Regions from separate parts of the Mus musculus genome. Here all the other regions are linked to region 4. A link is a contact called in public promoter capture Hi-C and targeted proximity ligation data. All regions are on one chromosome and are shown on one strand. The core of a region is the stretch at or near the end of the contact, and the rest is flanking DNA. Distances in the headings are between cores, read along the strand shown.

The links. Promoter capture Hi-C pulls out the DNA fragments that hold promoters and counts their contacts.
Region 1: a targeted proximity ligation map of pancreatic cancer cells shows a contact between it and region 4. A contact is called at or near these places in 3 of 39 promoter capture datasets (the 3T3-L1 cell line, hippocampal neurons and stem cell-derived epiblast-like cells), 2 of 484 Hi-C or Micro-C datasets (B cells and bone marrow-derived macrophages), 2 of 130 datasets of targeted methods (bone marrow-derived macrophages and pancreatic cancer cells) and 1 of 9 other capture datasets (macrophages).
Region 2: a contact with region 4 is called in a promoter capture Hi-C map of embryonic stem cells. A contact is called at or near these places in 7 of 39 promoter capture datasets (the 3T3-L1 cell line, the C10 cell line, the HPC-7 cell line and 2 more), 2 of 484 Hi-C or Micro-C datasets (embryonic stem cells and granulocyte-monocyte progenitors), 1 of 130 datasets of targeted methods (bone marrow-derived macrophages) and 1 of 9 other capture datasets (pancreatic islet).
Region 3: a contact with region 4 is called in a targeted proximity ligation map of pancreatic cancer cells. A contact is called at or near these places in 6 of 39 promoter capture datasets (the 3T3-L1 cell line, the HPC-7 cell line, HPC-7-derived erythroid cells and 2 more), 11 of 484 Hi-C or Micro-C datasets (the HL-1 cell line, the N1E-115 cell line, cerebral cortex and 6 more), 6 of 130 datasets of targeted methods (astrocytes, bone marrow-derived dendritic cells, bone marrow-derived macrophages and 3 more) and 2 of 9 other capture datasets (embryonic stem cells and pancreatic islet).
Region 5: a contact with region 4 is called in a targeted proximity ligation map of astrocytes, with 2.1 times the contacts expected there. A contact is called at or near these places in 5 of 39 promoter capture datasets (the 3T3-L1 cell line, the SN4741 cell line, embryonic stem cells and 2 more), 4 of 484 Hi-C or Micro-C datasets (B cells, the G1E-ER4 cell line and embryonic stem cells), 5 of 130 datasets of targeted methods (the NIH/3T3 cell line, astrocytes, bone marrow-derived macrophages and 1 more) and 3 of 9 other capture datasets (adipose tissue, embryonic stem cells and macrophages).

The regions. Positions count from the first base shown.
Region 1 is chr19:17,010,049-17,012,748 of GRCm38.p6, forward strand. All of the region lies in intron 4 of Prune2 (prune homolog 2), which reads left to right. Among named protein-coding and RNA genes, the nearest start is that of Prune2, 55 kb to the left of the region's middle.
Region 2 is chr19:16,954,830-16,957,529 of GRCm38.p6, forward strand. Prune2 (prune homolog 2) reads left to right here and starts at 1,289. Exons shown (of 20, transcript NM_181348.4): 1 at 1,289-1,463. The coding sequence starts at 1,428.
Region 3 is chr19:16,897,355-16,900,054 of GRCm38.p6, forward strand. No RefSeq gene overlaps it. Among named protein-coding and RNA genes, the nearest start is that of Gm32341, 21 kb to the right of the region's middle.
Region 4 is chr19:17,392,774-17,395,473 of GRCm38.p6, forward strand. It overlaps Rfk (riboflavin kinase), which reads left to right and starts at 1,270. Exons shown (of 4, transcript NM_019437.3): 1 at 1,270-1,619; 2 at 2,425-2,576. The coding sequence starts at 1,538.
Region 5 is chr19:17,028,040-17,030,739 of GRCm38.p6, forward strand. All of the region lies in intron 6 of Prune2 (prune homolog 2), which reads left to right. Among named protein-coding and RNA genes, the nearest start is that of Prune2, 73 kb to the left of the region's middle.

The DNA.
Region 1 (2,700 bases), core at 88-2,587, 380 kb before region 4:
TGAGGACAATTAGTGGTATTTGCTAACAAGTAACTCAGCGAAGCAACAGTGTTTCAAGGTTGGTGGAATAATTAGCCATCTTGAGACAATTTGAATTTAATTTCTCTTCTTTTAAAATAGCTACCACTGTTTACTAACTGAGCAAATTTGGACAACACTACAGTAGACACGTTAGTTCATCCTTGGAATAAGTCTGTCAGTTTGGTGGTCCCTGTTGCCAGCATCCTTGTTTCCCATGGCTTTTTTTGCAGTTTCTTTGTACAGCAGCACAGATCTCCTGAGTCAGGTCTTTCACGCTGATGAAGCTGTGTTTCCCAGAGGAGCCCACATTCAAGGTGGAGTTTCATTTAATAAAGGTGCTACTGGTGAGCCACAGAAGGAAAAGAAGCTGCTGTGCCTTTGAAGCATCAGCCTGAGTTCTGCAGAGAGAGAGACACCAACCAAGGCTGCTGGCTTTCTTTCCTCCAGCCATGCAGATCTCAGCGCTGTACCTCTGCCTGTCTTCAGAGTGCCAGCACTTAGTTTCTTTGTTCACAGGCTTCCTCCCTGTCCATCTTTGTATAAGCTTCTTTCTCGGGTACTTGGTCTTCAGCTCTGTGGAGAGTTTTCATTTCCCTTCTGAGGTGTGCTGCAATAGGAACCTGCTTTTCTCCCTGCCTGAACCCTCTGTGGTTACAGGAAGAGAAGAAAATGCCATGCAGGTCGGTCCTTAAACAGGAGCGTTCTCAGAGCCACTGTATATTGTTTTAATTTAAAAGTTAGTAATTTCAAGGCACAAATTGATGCCGTCTACTTCATCCAGAAAGGCATATATTTATAAAGTGTCACTTTTCAATTATTTGTGTAAGAAATTACATGTTCAGGAAGACCCAGCTGTCATGGCTGGTAAGATCACTGACCTTGGTACTTGGACCCTGATATCTATCTTCTGGCTTTTCCTGTCCTACCTGTCTTTGTCTTTATTGTGTGGTCTTTCCTCCCTCCCTCCCTCCCTCCCTCCCTCCCTCCCTCCCTCCCTCCCTCCCTCCCTCCCTCCCTCTCCTCCTTCCTTCCTTCCCCTTTCTCTCTCTCTTTTTCCTTCTTTCTTTCTTTTCCCCTTTCATCCCCCTTTCTTGCTTTGCTTCCCCCTCCCTTCTGGAAGATTCTTTTCTTTATTATTACTTTCCAACATGCCCAGTGTGACCATATCTCATTGTCACATTTTGCAGCCTCAGGTTTATGTTTAGTCATGCTCTGGCTTTGTGCCAAGTACAGAGCCTGGCAGACTGTTCCACCTTTGTGGGTTTATTTCCTCAGAGATGTATTCTAGGGGACAGCTGCCAACTCTAAGAGCCATTAAATTGCTGAATCATCATATTGAGAGGGGAGTGGGTGTGGTGTGTGTGTGTGTTTCCAGGAGCCATCTGGCAGTGAGATCTCAGCCACTGATTTCCAAACGTGCTTCTGTCAAGTCCACGATTTGCCCAAATGGCCCTTCAAGTTTGTTTGTATAAGGTCTTGACAGCAGCCGCAAGCTGAAGACTAAAGCAAACAGCAGCTCTTGTTCTTAGCTCTAGGATGAAGTGGGAACCACGCCCAAGTCCTCAGAAGCAAGCTCTCCATTCTCCAAGCAATCAAGCAATCTCAGCTGACCTTTAATAAAGACTAGTTGTTTGCTATTTTGGTAGACTGGATTAGCAGCTTCAAAAAGGTCCTTATAAGGAGGTCAAATGGGAGAGGAAAAGAGCCAAGGTGGTGTTTTTTTTTTTTTTTCTTTCTTGTTCCAAGGGTGACTCATCCCATTTCCAAATGATGATAACATCCGAGGGAATTACGCTGTCTACTTTGCTTAGGAAGAGACTAGAGGTAGGGAATAGAAATTATAGTTTCTCCTAGAAAATCAAAGTATCTATTCAATCTTGGTTTGATTTTTTCAGTCACACAAAGGTATCCTTTCTCTTAATCTCAGACACTCTAAATCTGTAAGGATTGTAAACAAGTAATGTGCTTATTTCTGTATCTTTTAAGCTAAAATGGGCATTTCATTGTAAGTCTTTTTTCTCCTTTCTCTTTTCCTTCTCTGCCTACCTCTGTCATCCATTCTTTAATGTTTTTGTTTGTTTGTTTGTTTGTGAAAAAAATCAATCCCAGGTAAACAGAAAGAGGACTTTTTTTCTGTTAGGAATTCATCGTGTAGACAACAACAATCTCCTGCGCTGACTGTCTCCCAGTTTCTGATGCAGTGGGGTATGGGCAAGGTTAGCAGGCTGCAATTGCTAGAGTCTGTTTACATCTCCATTCTTTTGAACAAAAGATATTATGGTTGATTTTTTTTCTATAGAAATGAAGCATTTGTTATATTTTTATTATAATTGTTTTCTTTGTAGCTTGCTCTTAATTCTCTGTCCCTCTTATCAGCCTGGGAATAGCTGGGAGACCGTTAGGTACGGGTTTATGGATTGTTTCTGTCCTCACACTTTGCTAGAAGTTAAATCAACACTCGTTAAGAACCAGGTTCTAATGTGCAGGCAGGTGTTCTTGGCTACCGTATACCTTGGTACCGATATTTAACAAGCTATATAATTAATAAATGTTTCTGAGATTTCAGAACAGAGATAGTGGAACTTCACATCAAAATTTTTACTTTCAGTATCAAATATATTTCATGTACTTATCCAACACCAAACCAAACCAAACCAAACCAAACCAAACCAAACCAAA
Region 2 (2,700 bases), core at 39-2,538, 440 kb before region 4:
TCTCTGTTTCATTACCTTGTCAGTGATCCAGACACGTGCTGGAGTTCATTAGAAATCGGAGCTTCATGGCTGCATTTCATGGGCAGCACACCGACACCAGGCTGATCCGGTGGCTTTCACATCGCTTGATGCTGATTTAGTTGGACAGGAACAGGACCCTGAGACAGGCTAGAGAACACCTCTGTGCTGAGGCATGAAGTGTTAAGTCAGGCATTATGGGCTAAGGAGAAGGCAATGGGATTCTTACAGGCAGTGTGCAAACACTCTGTGAATAAAGGAGTCTGAGAACCTAAGTAAGAATAACAAAAGTACACAGACCTCCCTGGTATAGAATACTCTCATAGCTGCAGATGTAGATGCTTGCTGCCGTGCTTCTTAAATGTGAGTGTACATAGACATATCTGAGAATGGTGTAGAAACTGACACATGTTTAGTGGGTGGGGGCCAAGAGTACATTTCTAATCAGCTCAGCGATGCTCACGATGCTGGTCTGTGAAACTACCGTCTTGTGCTGCCCAGCTTTCCCTGAACATACATATCCAGAGTATACAGAGGCTGCCTGAGAACATAGCTATCCATTAGCCGCAGGGCCGACGCAAAGGCATCTAATCTACTTTGTGCTGAGCTGCGGATGTCGGTTGCTAGATGGGTATGCTTGTAGGGTAGGGAGAAAAGTTGCAGCCTACACAACCTCCCAGCCAGCTCTTCTGGTTAATAGCCATCAAGGTCGCATGCTTTTAGCTCAGCAATATTGCCCTCCCTTGGTTGATCCCTCCCTCTCTCCCTCCCAGCTCCAGCCACTCTCCCTGAGTGCATTCTGGGCCAGGGCAACAGACCAGCTCATTAAGTGACCACTGGGGCACTCAGTACAGTGCCAGCCAGCCAGAGAGGCGCTGGCCGAGGACAAGGCCTCCTCCTGGGGCCAGTGCCCCTCTTCCCACCTTTCCTTGCTGGCTGCTGGCTGCCTTGAGGCCTGCAGCAGTGTCACTGCAGCAGACCCTGCCTGGCACTTGGCATGCACTTCTGGGCGCTGTCCATGGTTGCAGCATCTTTCAGCGCACCGCGTCAGGAGGCCACCGCGGGGCTCTGCGATTGGCCAAGGAGCCCCTCGCCACCCCCACCAGCTGCCCCGCGTCAGGGCCCCCGAGGCGCGCGCGTGCCAGCAGGCTGGTGGCGGTCCCTGGGCTCCCGGGCGGCACACCCACTTTCCTTATTAGGACAGAGTCGGAGCTGGAGCTGCCGCGGGGCGTGGGCTGGGCAAGCCGCCCAGAGGAAGCAAGGAGGGCTCAGTCCCGGCCGGCCCGCCTAGGGAGCGGCTGGTCCCTGCGCAAAGCGACCACTTTCTGGAGATCCCGCTCAAGTCCACCGCAGCTCTCCTCTCTCGGCGCTCTCCATCCGGACCCCTGGTCCCAGTTCCTAGCAGAGACATGGAAGAATTTTTGCAACGCGCCAAATCTAAACTGGTAAATTGAAGCTGCAGGGGTGCGTGTGTCTGTGTGTCTGAGTGTGGGTGTGTGCCGCTGGAGTCGGGAGGAGAGGATGCACAGTAGAGGAGGATGAGGAGGGTGAAAACAACTTTGCGGATTACTTATCTGTGTGTGCGAGCTGCACCAGCAAAGAACCTCTGCAACTCTAGTATCAGCGATCTTCCTCCGCAGTCAGGCAAGGTGCAGAGGTGGAGTGGTGAGGCCTGTCTGAACTGATGTGACTGGTCTCCTGAGCCTCAGTCCTGAGAGAGTTGCTCAGACAGTGGGTGAAGGAGGGTGGTGATCCTCCGGGAGGAAAAAAAGTCCAGCTTTCCCCAGATGCAAGACCTGTAGGTGTGAAAAGGAAGAACCTAGCCCTGGGACAGTACTTAGGCTGGGAGTGGCAAAGCCCTTGTGAGGGCCAGGGCTCTGCCTGGATCAGGGTGGCAACTCTCAGAGCCTGCTCAGAGCTGAACTTAGAGGCATTCCAGGGTATTCTCCACACCCTGTGGCAGAGGCTGAAGGTTGAGGGGGCTTCATTTTGAGGTTGATGGGGCTGAGGGAAGAGCCCCGCATGATGGTCTTGTGCATTTTTCTGTCTGAAAATGTAAACAATAAACTGCAATTTCATTGTGTTTCCACATTTGCTACCCATTCCGAACAGGAGAGGCACTTTTCTCTAGCATGGCAATAATAATAATGACCATAAAGGAAATGTTTCAGTCTTGGCACTTAAAAAACAAAAGGTGGGCTTATTTAGAAAGTGTACCTTTTGTGAAGACCAAAAGTACTTTTATGGGTTTGGCATAAAAGAAAATACATAATGTATGATGCCTGTTTCCTTTAAACCTTCACAGAAGAAGCTACTAAAATCTGTTGAGGTGGTGCCTCCAATAAAAGGCAGGATGTCACCGGGGCAAAACAAAGGGCAGGGAGGGCCACCAGAGCATCAAGTGTAGACATCTTTTCTTTCTTTTCCGCTTTCTTTTTAAAAAGAGGCCATTGAGGTTGATTAAAACTGATACTTTGTTTCCTACCTTTAGTCCATCCCGACCTCCAGTCTGGCAACCAGCAGTGTTTGGGAGGATTAGTTTCAGATTTGAGAAAGTGTCTGATCACTTCTGTGGGTTTTGACCCCTTAGAAGTTTCACTAAGATACACTGGAAAAAGAAAAGAAAGCCATTTACTGCAGAAACTCAGTCTCGGCCTTGTGTCTTTACTGAAATAAGCACCC
Region 3 (2,700 bases), core at 132-2,631, 500 kb before region 4:
GTCAATCTTTTCATGGTATCCCATACTTCCTACATGTTTTTTCCCTTTGTTCTATTTATTTGTTTTTTAAATATTATTTGCTCAAGTGGTTCAGTGCACTATCTTCAGTTTCTATATTCTATCTTCTTCTTGATCCTTTCTACTTGCAAAGCTTATCCCTGGGTTTTAAAATTGGGTTCTGATGTATGTCATTTCAGTTTGAGTTTTCATCAATAGTTCTGTCTTTTTACTGGATTTCCTTTCCCATTATTGTACTGTTTTGATTATTTTACTTAGCTATGTGCTTATGTCTTCATGGATGGCATTCCGGCATTTAGTATTATTCTCTTTAAGTTCATTGAGCTGTTTGCATTTTCTTTAAAGTCCTTGGATTCTTTGGTGAAGTTTGTTATTGTTCTTCTAAGTTCTGTGTCCTGGGGCTCATTTAAGTAATTCTCACTGGAGAACATTCTATAGGAGTGGTAGGTTGTGTGTGTGTGTGTGTGTGTGTGGGGGGGGGGGGGCTGAGGTAATGCCTTGTCCTTTCATATTCCTTGAGGGGTTTTTGTTTGTTTTGTTTTTGTCTTTGTTTTTGTTTTGGTGGTGAGACCTGGCATGTGACTTCTTTCATTGGTTGAGCATCGTCTGATGTGAGATTCTAGGCTGCCACTGTTAAATGGAAGTTTGCTTTTGTTTTTGTTGTAGCCCAAGCCTGACTGACTTCTGATTAGGTATGAGGAGTTGCCAGGCCAATCATTCAGACACCTAGCGTTGATTTTGGACTGGAGGAATGAAGTGAATCCAATTTAGTGTAATTAAAGAGGCATATGAAGGGGACAAGTGGCCAGGTCTGCTTGTGGTGATGTACAAGCTGTGGCATCTGAGCTTCATCCCGAGTATAGAGATCACATGGAGGGTCCAGAGTCTTAGATACTTACAAGGCTAGGCGTGCATGTAGTCTTCATGACCAAGGCTAGGTCTGAGGGCAGGCAAAATTTCCACAGACTCATCAGGCTGGGCCAGTGCACAAGTATATAATTAAGCTAGGTCTGGGAATTTATGAGCATGGGCTAGGGTCCAGGGAGCACACTAGACTGAACCACAGCACAGGATGTGCAAACTGGGCTAGCTTGGATGTTGGATATGGCATAGGCTAGCTAGGGTTAGAAGGACTTAATAGTTTGGACTGGCATACAGCATGTGTGATCTAGCCCAGGCCTGGAGGTTGGATATGGTGCAAGCATGCTTGAATGAGGTAGACTTTTCTAGAAGACCTGAATTTGGCCTCTGTGGGCTCATGCAGATATGAAGCACACAGAAAGTTGCACAGAATCACATACATATACTAAACACATATTTTTAAAAAAGAACTCGCCCGATTGGCCCTGAGTCACCAGGGTGACTAATACTCTCAATTCTCTGTGACTCATTGTGGCTCATGCCTTCTGCGGCTGCCTGAGTCACATATTATCTTATGCTTGTCCCCAAAGTTCTTTGTACAGATTGCCCTTGCTCTTGTATTTACATGGTTTTGTCAAATATTATGTGACTTGATGATTCTATGGAAGCGGGGAATAAAGGATTGCTTCTATGAAAACGAATTCAGATGCTTAGAATTGCAAAACTGAATTTTCCAGGAAAAGCTGCTTTGGGTAGGAAGAGCTGATTTTTGCCAATACTGACTAAGAAAGTACTTTGCCACAGAGTTAGAGCCTTAGCACCCCACCCCAAACCCTACTGCTTTTTGTTCTGAGACTAAGTTGACCTGGCTGGACTTGAGATTTATGCTGTTGTCCAGGCTAGCCTCAAACTTGCCATCTTCCTGTGTTAGCATCCAAAAGAACTGGAAGTAGAAACTTGCACCACTAAACCTAGCTGGAAAAAAATTAAACTAGGAAATCTATCTATAAAGATGTTGCTATCATGTTCCTTTAGAAGGCTGTTGTTGTAAAGGCAGGAGCACGAAAACAGACAAAACAAGGCAGGATGCTCCAAAAGACTGGAGGGGGAGGCCAGACTACACGGCCTTAACCCTGACTTCATGCTACTGAGTATCTCAAAGAATTTCTCTTGGTTTCTAGAGTCAGAAGCCAATGATAAAATCTGGAGTTGGTTTACACATGCGTACATATGAAGTGTCTGAATTGAAAATAACAGTGTTAACTGAGTGTGGTGGTAGATACCAGTGGTCTCTGTACTTGGGAGGTGGAGTCAGGGAAATCAGGAGTTCAAGGTCAGGGTGGGATACACGAGGCTGTCTCAAGAAAACAAACCAACACAAAAGGGAAAGATAAATAAATTTACAGAAAATACATAGAGTGTTTGCATTGTATATGCTTTTTTTTTTTTTGTAATTGTCCAGGAACCAGGTAGTTTTAAGTTCCTCTGCCCTTAGGTTAGGGTACGTCTTATCCAGTAGGAATCATATCCTATAGAACTCAAACTTCTCAGGCATGTTAGATAAAGGATTAAACATCAGAGACTTGAACACAATTTTCTGCAGCAGGGAAAGAAACTGCCTTCCTACTACTGTGCTCAATGTGCCACTGGGGGGCAGGCCGGCCCCATCAGTCCTGGTCCTCACCTGGCTCCTTTTTATACAGAGAACCAAGAAACTCTCAGCGATGCTTGGTCCACGGAATGAAATCTCCTTGCCCACGTGGTTTAAGTAGACTAGCGCCACAGGTGATAATACTGAGCTGGCGCGATGCTTGAAGCTGT
Region 4 (2,700 bases), core at 20-2,519:
AACCATCTATCTTTATTCCTCATTTTATCTCAGTTCTCTCACTCCCTTAGAGCGTGGACTTGGTGGTATAAAACCCAGCATGATGTATCTGGTTCTCACCTCCCTGTGTGCTTTGTCACTGGTGATGAAGAAACTGAAAACTACCATTCTAACATATCAACTATTTGGAATGAAAGACACCTGGAAGACAGCACTAAAAACATTCTTACCCAGTTGTGTTAGTGCATGCCTATAATCTCAGTACACAGAAGGGCTGAGACAGAGTTGTGAGCTCCAGGCCAGTCTGGAATAGAGCCGGTATCCAATTACCACCACCTTCAACAAACAAAGAAAAAAGAAACCGCCCCCCCCTAAGCAGGTAAGTGATTACATTCTTAGTTTCTTAGGTCTCTGTAGCCCGTGGTCTCTGCATCTGACTCCTGGCATTATAAGTATGCACCACCATGCCTGGCTCACACTTTTAATATTGCCAGGCAACCTGTTAAGTAGTTTTCTTTTTCTGTTTAAAAAAAAGTATTTATTCACCTTACGTCCCAATAGCAGCGCTCCCTTCTCCCAGTATCCCCTCGCACAGATCCTCCCATTTAAGTAGTTCTCATATATTGGCTGCTCAAGGAAGCAGGGTCTGCATTCAAATTCTAGTTTATCTAGGGCTAGCGTGAGCTTGCAGCCACAGTCATTTAAACTTTTCTAAAGACTTCTGTTAGAGTGTTTACTGGGCGAGTGTCCTATGGGGCCCGGGGTTACAGTTTCCTTCCCGTTAATTCCCTAGCACCTTGGTAGTGTGCTTTGTTCTTTCAACACATATTTGTTTTATGCTGGTCTGAAGGCAGTGAGTTCTCTCAACTGATTGTTCACAGTCAGTTACAAATACCTGTTTTGTGTTAGTATACTAGAGTCAAGGAAATGAAACGTTATCAAGAATGTTCCCAACATAGAGAAAACATTTTTTAAGATCAGCTGAACATTCTCAGAGTTACATACGAGTAAGGGAAAAGAAAGTGATTGCAAAGATTGGGCAGAATTTTATTCAAAATTGTGGAGGAAAAGAACAACTTAAGTTATCTTGTGAGCAACGCTTATTTCAGCAAAGCCCAAACTCAGAAGCTGAAAAGGCGACAATTAGAGGCTGGGCTATGGGTGAGGGCGGGGCCACAGAGGCGAGGGCGGGGCCTCAGCCGCAGGAGGTGAGGACGGTCCGCACTACGATGTCGGCGAGCGGGGCGCGGCTTCTGGGCGGGTCCGCAACGGCGGGGGCGGGGCTACGGCGGGAGAGCAACGGAAGCCGAGCAGGCCGGTCGCCTGGGCCGCAGACCTGTGCATTCGCCGCGGTTGTCGTAGTTCCGGCCGAGCGGCCGCTGGGATCTGACGGCTGGGTGCTATCCTGCGGGCAGGCACTGGTCGCGGCAGGTGTCTCGCTCCGCCGGCCCAGCTCCCGCGGGATCCCCCGGCTGGTCCGGGCCCCGGCGCCGCACTCACGGCGGCTCCGTCGCAGGCACGGAGCGAGGAGCAGCCCGCGTCCTCCGAGGTCAGCGTCATGAGGAGCCTGCCGTTCTTCTGCCGCGGCCAGGTGGTGCGTGGCTTCGGCCGCGGCTCCAAGCAACTGGGCATCCCCACAGGTGAGCGCGTCGCGGGGCCGTGGAGCTCTAGGCCGTGGGCAGGGGACCCGGCAGCCGCGCTCCTGCCGCTAGCGACGAGCTGCGCAGCCCCGTCCGGGAAGGCACCGCAGGTTGGATTGGCCGAACTCTCAAGCTGTTGAAAGTTCCATTCTAATGATGCTACTGTGTAGTGATCAATGACAACACGGGTAGTTCTATGAGAGCCGACGTTTATTTGGTCTGACTACGTAAGTTTTAGTAATCAAGACTTGATTGTCCATTCTTAAAATTGATGCCTTGGGCTGTGCCTTGACCTATTAAGTCAATCTTTGAATTGGGGATTTGGGGTTGTGTTTTTTGAAAATAAGAATCTTTTAAAGTGACTCAGCCTACTTAGGGGCGTTACTAGGAAAAAGCAGGGACTTTTGCTTGTTTTAATTCAAACAGATAGGGTCTCGCTCTGTTTCCAAAGGCTTCCTCCTACTCCCTGAGCTCTGGGGATCTCTCAGGGGATCTCTCGTAGCCTCCCAAGTGGAGGACTACATGGGTAATTTACGATAAACCTCTGTGTTTATTTCGTGTCTTTGTTTCCACTTGGGCATTTTCGTGTGGCTTTTTGGGGTGGAGGGAAGAGATTTATACACTTGCTTTGTGCCTCACTTGTAACCTGTGCTGTCTGAAGAGAAGAAATTCAAGTCGGAATGTGGAAGGTTGGAAAACAGAAAGATCCTGGGAGTGTAATGATTCAAGTTAACGTTTTAATATGTTTTTAATCAATGTTTAATGTGAATCTTGTAGCAATGAATATCTGTTTACTTCTATTTAGCCAATTTTCCTGAACAAGTGGTGGACAATCTTCCAGCTGATGTGTCTACTGGCATTTATTATGGTTGGGCCAGCGTTGGGAGCGGCGATGTCCATAAAATGGTGGTGAGCATTGGATGGAACCCGTACTATAAGAATGTGAAAAAGTCCATGGTAAGAGTCACATCTTGCTCTTTTAAATGCACACAGAACCCCTCAGCTTAAGGGTTTCACAGTTATAGAGGCAGGTGGATCTCTGATATTCAAGGCCAGACTGGTATATATAGTTCCAGGACAG
Region 5 (2,700 bases), core at 137-2,636, 360 kb before region 4:
TCCCAGCACTCGGGAGGCAGAGGCAGGCAGATTTCTGAGTTCAAGGCCAGCCTGGTCTACAAAGTGAGTTCCAGGACAGCCAGGGCTACACAGAGAAACCCTGTCTCGAAAAGAACAAAACAAAACAACAACAACAACAACAACAAAAAAAAAAGGAAAAAAAAGGAAAGGATAGAAAGTTGATACTTGATCATAATTTACTTAACAAGTTTCATGCATTTGGCCAAAGGCATTGTATTTTCAGATTTTAGTTTGGACTAAGAGTCTAATCATATTGAAAGTACCAGATAGCATTAATAATTGGCCTGTAATCTTTCCTCACTGAGCCCAAACACCACAACTGTGGCCACCTCTAAGGCTGCTGAGGATTCAGGCTTAAGTCGCCCCCATTTTCTACACTTTTTTGCTTGCCTCTCTGCAGATGGAGATGCAGAACGCTCCCTTGTGTCTGGGACTGTAAACCTCTCTTGTAAGCTTTCACCAAGATGGCCTGTGCCAGCGAGGGCTCACGGCCCCTTTGAGCTGTAGCTGTTTTCTGTTACTTTGCTCCCATTTCTCATCTTTTAAGTAGGTTCTACACAGCTTCCCACTTCCTGTGCCTCTGCCAGCTCCTTCTTAGAAACCTTGTCAGCCCTCTGGGCCACTTCTGCCTGGACACTGCTCTCCTTCCTTCTAGCCACTGCAGATTTGTCCTTTTAAAAAGCCACATTCTTTGGATTCAACATCAAAATGCGCAGGCTGCCCCCTTAAAGTGGGTGGGTCATTCTCTTCTTCCACTTGGGGCCTCCCTTCTTAGTCCAGCATCACATTTAGGGAGTGAGCACATTATCTGAGGGCAATGCCAATGCATGCATAAACCTGTATCTTTGCATTTTTAGAAATTTTTACTTCCTATGTATGTTTTTGGTCTCTCTGTCCCTCTCTCCCCATCCCGTGTGTATTGGTTCATGTGTGTGCATGCGCATAGGTATGAAAGTCAGATAGACACAGTCTCTTCATTAATTCCTTTCAGTCTCTAACTTGGCAGCGTCTCTTACTTGGCCCCAGAGTTTGATAATTTAACTATCAAAGATACCCACTTGGCTCTGAGGCTCTCCTGAGCCTCAGGCTCTGGGGCAGGTTAAGTGGCCACACCTCCCACGCGATTGCCTGTCTACTGAGGTTCTGAAAGTTCGCCCTTCACTTGTACACCAAGTGTTTTCCCCACTGAGCCATCTTCCCAGCCCCTCACTTTATCATTTATAAACAGAATTTTATGTTTCTAGACCCTCGAAAGCAGTCAGCAGGCAATTCCTCTCTCTAGAATCCCTTTCTAGGAGGAAGGACACTGTCCCTTTGTTCCTGGATGAAGTGCAGTCTCACTGCCAGCCTTTATAAGGAATGATTTTCCCGGCCAGGGCCCCAGTTAGCCACTGTCAGTCCTTAAACAGCGGTGGGTATTTGGGACAGTCATAGGAGACTTTTGTCATCCTAACCATCCCACGAAGACAAAGAGACCAGTAACAACCACGTGACTTAACTCACTCTCCACTTAGCACTGAGGAAATGAAGAAATAGCACCACCCTAAATCCATTGTGACAACTTGAAGTTTCTCCTTAGTTTAGGATCTAATTTTCTTCTACACGTTTCCTCAGAGAAAGGAATCCCTCAGGCCACGATTCTGAGCGTGGATGGCTGCTCTTTTGCTCTGTAAATACATTTAAAAAAAAATGTACTGTAATGTCATTTTGATGGCTTAATTTCTGAAAGGATTGGCTAATTGCCTTTTTAGGAATGTACTCAGACCAGTTTGAGCTGCCCTGAGTTACTTTTAATAGCATCTGTTGCTTACCTTTCCTTTGGTTTATTTTTCCCTGTCTGTCACCTGCCTTCAGAATTCTTTTGCTGATTTGGAGACCTGACCTTGGTTTAAATTAGTTTGACTATAATGTTCCTGCGGAAGCACATGCCATGTTTTAATGGTTAATTACCGCACCGTATCAAATTGTCATGGAAAAACAGGTTGCGAAACTAAAGGAAATGTGTTCCTCTTCTTGAGACAGAGAAATCTCTTTAAAAGACCTCTAATCCCAGTACTTGGGAGGCCGAAACGGGTGGGTCTCTGAATTCAAGGTTAGCCTGGTCTATAGAGTAAATTCCAGGACAACCAAGGGATACATAGAGAAACAAAAACAAAAACAAACAGAAAACAACAACAGGGGAATGTCTTTAAGCTAGAGGCCCCTCTCTGTGCAAATATAGAGCTGGTTCCCTAAGTAACAAGAATATATTTTGGTACATAATAAATACACACACACACACACACACACACACACACACACACACACACATATTTGAATAGCGACAGAGAGAAACAAGAAGGGTCAAACAAAGGCTTTCGGGTGCTGTGCTGATCCTTAATTCAAAGACTGCTAACAAAAAAAGGAAAAGTGCTGTCCCAGCCACATTAAGAACAAACACAGGCCAGTGGTGCCGCCTAGTGGTACCAAAAGGGAAGACAGGTTGTAGGCTGGAAAAGGTCTCAGTTTTCTTCTATTCTCTTGAGAAGCTAACACCCATTCTCAGGTGTGTACCCTGTCTCACCCTGTGCTTTAAAACCTTTTATCACACTTTGCTTTATATTTACTTGTGTTCCGTTCATACATATACATCCCACATCTAGAAGACAAATATAATAAAATAAATCCGACATGCCATGA